Regions from separate parts of the Aphis gossypii genome. Here region 1 is linked to region 2. Evidence: chromatin contacts called from public Hi-C data. All regions are on one chromosome and are shown on one strand. Each heading gives the region's core, a stretch centred on a gene start, on an enhancer-like site or on the middle of the called end of the contact. The rest is flanking DNA. Distances are from core to core; before and after follow the strand shown.

Region 1 (4,448 bases), core at 1,398-3,897, 260 kb after region 2:
CTGAACACTTTAAATCAATATGAATACTATTATTAAAATAAGACAAACCTAAAATACCTAACGCAACAGTTCATTGTATAATTTGAAATTTAGTAATTTGATATTTCGATTTAACGGATGCATATTTTAGATTAAATTTTACAGAAGCAAATCAATAAAAAAGATGATATATTTAAATATTTTATAAACTTACACATCTCGCATTTCTCCAATAAAGTAGGTATCTACACATAGAGGTATAACGTAAATATGAAACTTGTGAAACATTATATGGAATATTCTTAATATGTTCTTATATATATATATATATATATACAGCCATACAGGTTTCCCGTAAGGATTTGACCATTGTGATCTCTTCTGAAATGATGGATCATAATTCTGTTTTTTAGATAATTTAATATTTTGGTAAAAAGTTAAAAAAAATAATTTTCAAAAAAATGAAGATATGCATTTTATAGAGTTTATTTTTCTAAAAATGTTGACGTTTCATCACTTTATTTTCATTAATTTCGTGTTTTTAAATATTTTTTTCTAGTTTCGAAAAACACTGTGAATTATTTAATTCCATATAGTATCAAATATATGGCCCGCGGAATAGTGAGGTCGGTGCATGCTTTTAGTGTACCTACTAAAAAAAATATTAAAAATAACTATGTTATTGAGAATAAAATGTTGAAACATTACAATTTTCAGAAAAATAAACTCTACAAAATGACTTTTTTTGAAAATAATTAAATAAAAAATATATTTTTTTAAGTCCTTATCATGATGAATCTTTTAAAAAATAACTGCAAAATTATGATATTTCTACTATTTAAAGAGATGTCACAATAGATAAATCCTCATTGGACACCCTGCAGTATAATGTATATATTATATAAATCATCGTTGTTTTTTTTTTTTTTAAAAAAAAAAGGATCCCTGTTAAGTGATATGTTCCAAAATATTAAATTTATAAAAGGTGTATGTTATAGTTTTTAGAAAATAATAATATTAAAACTGTCTATTATCCTAATCATTATAAAACTTATAACAATAATAACTTTTTTAAGTATAACTATGTAAGAACTATATTATGCCTATTAGAGGAGTACGTTCGTAAAAATCGGTTCGCTTCAGTGGGTGAAAGCTAACCTAAACTTCAATTGCTTTCCCTAAATTTCTTTAAAAAATTATGATTTCTTTAAACAAAAAAAAATCATTAGATATCCATTACCGATATCATGTTATAAAAACCTGTTGCTTTAAAAACTTTTCATTTGAGTAAAGAATTAACAACCAATATATACAGGACTATAAATACCGTAATTCTCATCGCAGTTTTCGTCGGTTTTTCGTTTTTGCAGCGCATTTATTATAAATAATATTCAAATGTCGTGTCGTTGCTGTACATCCCCAACTAAAATCGATGAAAATATACCTAATATATGTATTATGTATACCGTTTATGTAATATTTTAGTCCCGCGTGTCCTGTGTCACTGTATTCATTTAGGCGATATAATTTCACAACACTATTTTAAATTTGTCGACTTCGATGACTATGATTTTGTCGTTATAAACGCCCGGGACTATTGTATACTATCATAACGACACGAGACGAAAACTTTACGCGGCTGGCGGCAAAGGTACAACTTCCTTGACAGAAGCGTATTTTATTTTATGCGTCTTTGCTAACCCGCGCAAACAAAGCGCGGTAGCCGGTCGACGGAAACGACGCGCAGCGGCCTTGGACACATTTTTGCCGCGTCCGTTCGTCCGACATAATATTATATATACTGTGGTGTCAAGTAAACGCGTTTCTCCACGATAAGGAGATTTTTACAATTCGTTCATTTGTCAACGATTTCTCAGTCAACGTGGCAATAACAGTATACGATATAAAAACAATAATATATAATATATATATTAAGCGCAAAACGACGGCAAAATGAATTTTGTGCTTACTGAACATCATCCGACGACGACGACGACTACGTTACGACCAAGAGACGGCGGCGTTTCAGTCCTCGTTCGCGGTCCACTGTGATTGGAAGACGACGGCGGATCGATGTAAATAACGACTTTTCGACTTTCGCGGTAAGCGCACTATTACACCAATTATGTTGAACTTAAAATACTATATAATATTATATTAAACCGTACGACGGGTCCCGCGCACGGTGCGCGACGGGTTGTAAAAAAAAAAAAAAACGAAAATGCCTATGACGCGCCGAAGACCGCGAGCCGACGGGTCTCACCTCTCCGAGAAGATGAAAAGAGAACCGCGTGCAACGAAAATCTGTCGCGAAGGGCAGTTTTTTAATAATTTATACCTATTATATACTACACGTCTTATGTATTGTACTCGTGTTTGTGTTCGGTAGCCGGCCGACGTGCGAAACGCGTAAAATCGTATTATAATGTTTATAAAAAACGTCAATGCGATGATTGAATATCGTCTCGAATCCGTTCCGGGTGCGCGTCGTGGCGTGAAATGCGTTGCGTGCGCGCTGCAAATGCTATCAAACTGACCCGCGCGGATCGGCAAAGGGGACACACGTCAAGAATATACGCTTTTAAATGGACCGACCGACCGACCGACGGGAATAGCAATAAACACGAATTACACGAGCGCGCGCACTCGCACGCGATAAGTACCTATATACCATATTATTAAAATATACGTCTTTATACCACACATGTGTGTGTGTGCGTATAATATATTATGATAGCGTATAACGTACACTTGTATACAGGGTGCACCTTGAGCGAGTGATATGATTTCAACGGATAATATTGTCAAAAATCCTCCGGATACGCCCTGTACACGAATGCGTGCGAGTGCGTGAGCTCAATGCTCGACTACGGACGACTAAACTTATTTTGATATAATAATATACATATTATATTGTTGTGTTCGAATCGTTTCTCTGTCTCTCTTCCTCTCTCGGTCTCTCTCTCTCTCTCTGGCAGCGACTCCGTTTTTTCCTACTTATACTCTTGTTCTCGATTAGCGATTTATTACGATTTATATCACTTTACATTATATTATATGATGATGATGACATCATTGACGTCGCACAGTGTAGTTGACGCCGACGTGTAGGTATATACCAGCTAAAACACATCACGATAATATCATACAATCAGTGACGGTGGCGAATCGTACCTTATTAAAATGTTTAATATATTACAATAATAATAATAATAATATGAAATATTGTGTGCGCAATCCGCTGGGAGACGGTCGTGTTTTCGAAATGCAAACGCCAAACGTATCCATAGGTAGGTACACGCCACGTAAAGGTACACATAGTATAATAATGTCTATATGAAGTAATATCTAAACTTTTAATAATATTATAATAACATGCGCATTCCGTGTATTATATACATTGTAATATTGTGTACAACTATGTAATAAATATATTATATATATCCTCTAAATACCAACGCTGCCGCCCTGAAATCGTATGATATTATGCGTCATATAATACTCGTATTGTACGCGATGTTTTACACACATTTACATAATATATAATACTGTTGGAATAATATATCTTATAATCGTCATAATAATCTGTTTAGGTTTTAAACCGATTGGAATCGATAAATTCTTCCTTTCGGTTCCAATATAACGTTAAGTGTAATAATGTGTTTAAAATAATAACGTAATGGTCATTTGATAGTCGTTAGTCATTGTTAGCATTTGGTCTTTGACAACGTTAATTTTAAATAACGTGATAAAATGATTAAGTGTAATGAGTTTATTCGAGAAACAAACTAGATGTGCCTACCTGTCCTGTATAGTCTAATAGGCTACAGTGTAGATTTTAATACACGTATTAAGGTCCCCCCCACACACTGCAGCGATGGGGGGACCTTTATACATCTACATATTTACATAAAGTAAACCATTATTTGTTTCAAAAATCATTTTTTGTTTCAAATTCTAGCATTTTACATTTCATTAAAAAATATTTAATAGATATCGTGGTTTTATTTATAAATTAAATAATCGAGGCAACCGACATTTTGCAGGAAAACAATCTGGTTTATCAAATGCGCGATTTGCCTACAGTAAGGAGCGCAGCCACCGTTAGCCGTTGCAACCTTGATAATCAAGCTTGAATAAGCTTCGTAAATAGGTAATTAACTGTTTTAAATATTAAAAATCAAATTTAATTCGATATAAACTATTTGGGTAAATAAAGATTTTTAAATAACTTAGTTATAACTTATAACAATCTATTGATGGTTATCTAAATGTATATATAATCTAAAATATATATACATTTAGCGTTAAAACACTTAATAGAATTTATTTAAAAAAACTATATTTGGTCAATCGTAAAATGTAAATTTAGAACTTAAAATTATAGTATTAGTAAACGTTTAAAGTAAACAAGATTATTTTTGTGAAATCACAATTAAATAAAGAAAATAGATTTTGCGTTTAAGAAT
Region 2 (4,362 bases), core at 348-2,847:
AATATTATTTACACCTTAATAATAATATTTGGGCAGTAAAATATCATTTTATCCCAACAATTTATCTTCTTTACTAGTATACTACATCAGTGGTCTTCAACCGGTATGTCGCGATCCATTTTTGGATAGCGTAAGCTTTAAAATTGGGTCACGATAAGTCTTCTTTTTAAAATAAAAATTAAATTTATATCAGGTAAAAAAATAATTACACTGCTTACATGGGTCGCGAAAAATGTAGCCTTAAAAAAGTGGGTTGCAAATCCAAAAAAGTTGAAGGCCACTATACTACATTGTGAATTAGTGTTTTCAGTAAATGTTATATTATAATGCTTGCCTAATAGTATGTACCATCTTAGACTATAAATTATAATCAATAACAAATAATTAAATATTGGCTGCAAAATAATAACATTCATTTTAATTTCTTTTAATTTAAGAATCATCAGTATTTGAAGTCTAAAGCTTTGATGTGTTACAAGCATTTTCATCCAAGCCCTTAAAGATGCTAAAAAAATGTTCCAGTCCATCTGTATTCAATTTCCTGGTTAAAATGTATTCTAATGCAGAGTTTTTTAAATCAACTAACAAATTTTTCAAAGATGTCTTACTCTTACATGTAACTATTTCTATTAATAACGTAAGCTATTTGATAAATAATATTTAATAAAACAAAATGTATTGTTTATTTTAAAGGATATGAAATATTTACCTATTATTACCCTTTTGAAAAGGTAGTAATGATGTTTTACCATGTACTCTCATCTTTCATTGATTTTATGAATTTAGTCATCCTGTCAAGTAATTGATTCATTTTGAACATTTTCATTCAGACCATAACTTGATACCCCATTATTATATTTTTGTTGAGTGTTCAAAAAATCAAACCAGTCATTAAACAATGAAACTACTAGTGATGCCTGTTATATAAATGTAAACAATTTTATTATTAACACAAGTAACTGGAAAAATAATACTTGCTTCTTCCCATTTAAGTTTGTCTATATAAGTTGTACACCACATGACCATACAAATTGTAGTACAAGTTCATACAAGAGTATTTTGTTCTTTAGATTGATGTGAAAGGTGGTTAGGAGTCATATTGACTGGATGGGTTATTCAGCGCGATTCACTCGGTATAATGGTATGGATGGGTGGGCCCAGGTATTTATAGATACTGATCATTGCCATAAACTCAAATTTGATTAGTTTTTAATTTTAGAATGAATATTAATTTAGTACTCGTTAACTTGAAAATTACATCGTTATTGAAGCACTCACCTGTAGTACTATGAGATATGAACTTGAATTCTTTATTTATTTAACATTAACGTTAGTATAAATAATAATTAATAGTTAAAAAAATATTTAAACGAAAGATTAACCTAGTACAGAAGTGCCGGGGCCCGCGAACGGCCCACAGACAATAATTGAACATATTATTGGCAATTGGCTATTGCCTACATCACATTATCACAACTACAATTTATCATTCATAACTGATTATGAAATACATGGGTACCACGGTGAACACGTTGTCGGCACTGGGCATAGGCTTACCCTGCATACCGAATTGTTACCAAAGTACGTCCGTGGTCCGCCTACCACTATTATTCCATACACGATAACATAACCTAACAATTCCACTCGACATATTCTCTCCTTTGCGATCGGTTTTCCACGTTTGGTGATTTTTAGTCGTTCGTGATTCGGACCGTTTCCGTTCATTTTCGTCGTCAGCTTGCTGTATCGAAGACATTCAATCATGGTGAGTATTACATGACCGTATTAATTGGCTATCGCTTTTAGTTCAAGCTTTTGACAGGTTCCAGAAAACTAAAACGAAACTCGACGCGTACCTGTCTTGTTATAATCAAATGCGGTAAAATTCTGTCTTCCGGCGGTGGACGCCATACGAAAAGTACTCGATTTATGTTGTCGTGGTTTCCAAAAACCATTTTTGATCGCTGTTATCGTATCATCGCAAACGGTTTCAATTTTCTTTCACTACACGGACACGACCATATCTTAACTCACTGATGTACTAATAGTCAATAATAAAAACTATATTACCAGCATACAACTTGTATGATTTACTATTAGTCGCCCCTTGACCCTCCCCAGTGTGCTGTCTAAAAGTTCTTAATTTTTGGTCAACTTAAAGTAATTCTCCAACTATGTCGTTTAATCTCTGTTGATGTTATTGTTCAAATTAACGATTTACAAATAATTCTCCTAAATTGTTACTACTAAGATGCTACCTAGTAAGGCTATACATCTGTGCGTATTATTGAATATTTCACTTTTTCTGATTTTTGTATGCACTCATGTTTACATTTTATAGAGCATAATAATATTCCATGTTAAGACTGTTCAGGTTACTGTGGACAGTACTTAAATATTAGTTTTGAAATCAATTATTATAGGTCCCAAGTGTTATTATTGATTTATTGTTTTCATCTTAAAATCCATAAAATTATAGATAATTTTATTTACTCACATAGATTATCATTGAGGCTGATTTATCTCTTCTACTTAATAATAAGATGCATAAATCATTTATGTTTTTTCATATTTAGATATTGTAATTTTTAATAACCTAATTAATTTGAATGTACCTAGTAAACTTCAGACTATTTTGTTCAATTGAACTTAATGTTCTTATTTCTTAAAGTGTTAAATCATTTTTTACTTATTTATCATGTGATTGTATGTAATGATTTAGGAAATGTTCTCTACAATTACTTATTTTTTAGATACACAAACTTTTATGATAAGTTGAAACATTTTCTTTTATTTGTTCAAATTTTCAGTCAATTAATATGATGTATATTTTGCTTACTACAATTTAAAGAAAAACGATTTTTTTTTTTTAAATAATTTAATTACAAATACCTAAATGTCAACAATTTTTTTTTTTTAATAGTATTTTTTATTAGATCTAACCATAGACATAGGATCTAACCTTATGGACATGCTCATTTATTAAATTAGATTTATTGGTTAGATTGGTTGATGAAAACATTTAATTTAACCGTATATTTGTATACAGATTAGTCTATTACTCGATAGGAAATAATTAAGGCATACCTATATTTTATCTTTATAACTATTATTTTCTCGTTAAAAATTTACTTGTTGATATAAAATTTTATTGTATCTGTTTAAGGATTTGGAATTTAAAGATGTGGAAAACACTCCTACTGATCAAAAGAGGCACAAAATCCGTATCACATTGACTTCCAAGAACATCAAAAGTTTGGAAAGTGGTAGGATATATTTTTATTGTTTATACATGTATAAACCTTAGTATATTACCTTATAATTGAAATATTCATTACAGTGTGCTCCGAGATGATTGCCGATATTAAGAAGAGGAAACTGCCAGTTAAAGGACCAGTACGTATGCCAACAAAATTCTTGCGTATCACAACTAGGAAAACACCTTGTGGTGAAGGTTCAAAGACATGGGACAGATTCCAAATGAGAATTCACAAGAGGGTGATCGATTTAAAATGCCCAAGCGATAAAGTCAAACAAATCACCAGTGTCAACCTCGAACCTGGTGTAATTGCTGAAGTTAGCATTGCTAGCGAGTGATGTGTTTTTTTTTATATAATATATGATTTGAATGCTACGACAACTAATATCATGTCTAATAAAAGTTAAAAATTACATCATGCCGTTATTTTAATTTATTTGTTTTAAAATGTTATATAACTATTACAATATAATCACAGGACAAATCTGCAATAACTTATTTATAAGAGCCTATTCAACTATCAAAGCGATTGAAAGTAATTATCTCAGGAATGACACAGAAGGCATTGAATTGCCAAGTTCAACAACCCAGTAATAGGATGTTAAATTTATTACAGTTAATTAATACTTCTGAGCAGTGGTGTCCACAACTTTATTTGTTTGGGGCAATTGCCCCAAACAACTAGGTGGATGGGTAATTTTGTTGGATCGTAACAATATCTTTGTATTTAACAATCATTGTAATGCAGGGGTGGCCACTGGCCAGCAAGAAGAGACTCACGAGCCACCAAATATATTAATAGATAGGAATAGCCATAATGTATGTATAAAAAAAACAAAGGTCATATTATTATATAATACATAAATTCATATTAAAACATTTTTTTGTAAAAATGTTACGATAAGATAGGAGCTGCGGCTTGGCCACCCCTGTTATAATGTATAAATGTTATAAAATATTATATTATAATCAAAAATTATTATAACCAATAATCATTACCTAAATTATCTACATTAGGTGCATACACATTTTAGCGTAACAGTGACGTAGGCAGAAAAAAATTTTGGGTAGTGTTTTTGAAAATCAGTTAAGAGGATTTTTAT

What was found. A called contact is a pair of places that touch in the nucleus more often than the background predicts.
Region 1: a contact with region 2 is called in a Hi-C map of whole body, with 2.8 times the contacts expected there. The contact joins the promoter of LOC114127332 here to the promoter of LOC114127375 in region 2. A contact is called at or near these places in 2 of 2 Hi-C or Micro-C datasets (both in whole body).

Annotation. Positions count from the first base shown.
Region 1 is chr2:30,643,612-30,648,059 of ASM2018417v2, forward strand. LOC114127332 (leucine-rich repeat-containing G-protein coupled receptor 4-like) reads right to left here and starts at 2,648. Exons shown (of 9, transcript XM_027991536.2): 1 at 1,950-2,648. LOC126550525 (a long non-coding RNA gene) reads left to right here and starts at 3,039. Exons shown (of 4, transcript XR_007604648.1): 1 at 3,039-3,269; 2 at 4,026-4,132.
Region 2 is chr2:30,383,616-30,387,977 of ASM2018417v2, forward strand. It overlaps LOC114127375 (40S ribosomal protein S20), which reads left to right and starts at 1,598. Exons shown (of 3, transcript XM_027991599.2): 1 at 1,598-1,765; 2 at 3,167-3,266; 3 at 3,341-3,674. The coding sequence starts at 1,763. The coding sequence ends at 3,597. LOC114127374 (a long non-coding RNA gene) reads right to left here and starts at 1,435. Exons shown (of 3, transcript XR_003592671.2): 1 at 710-1,435.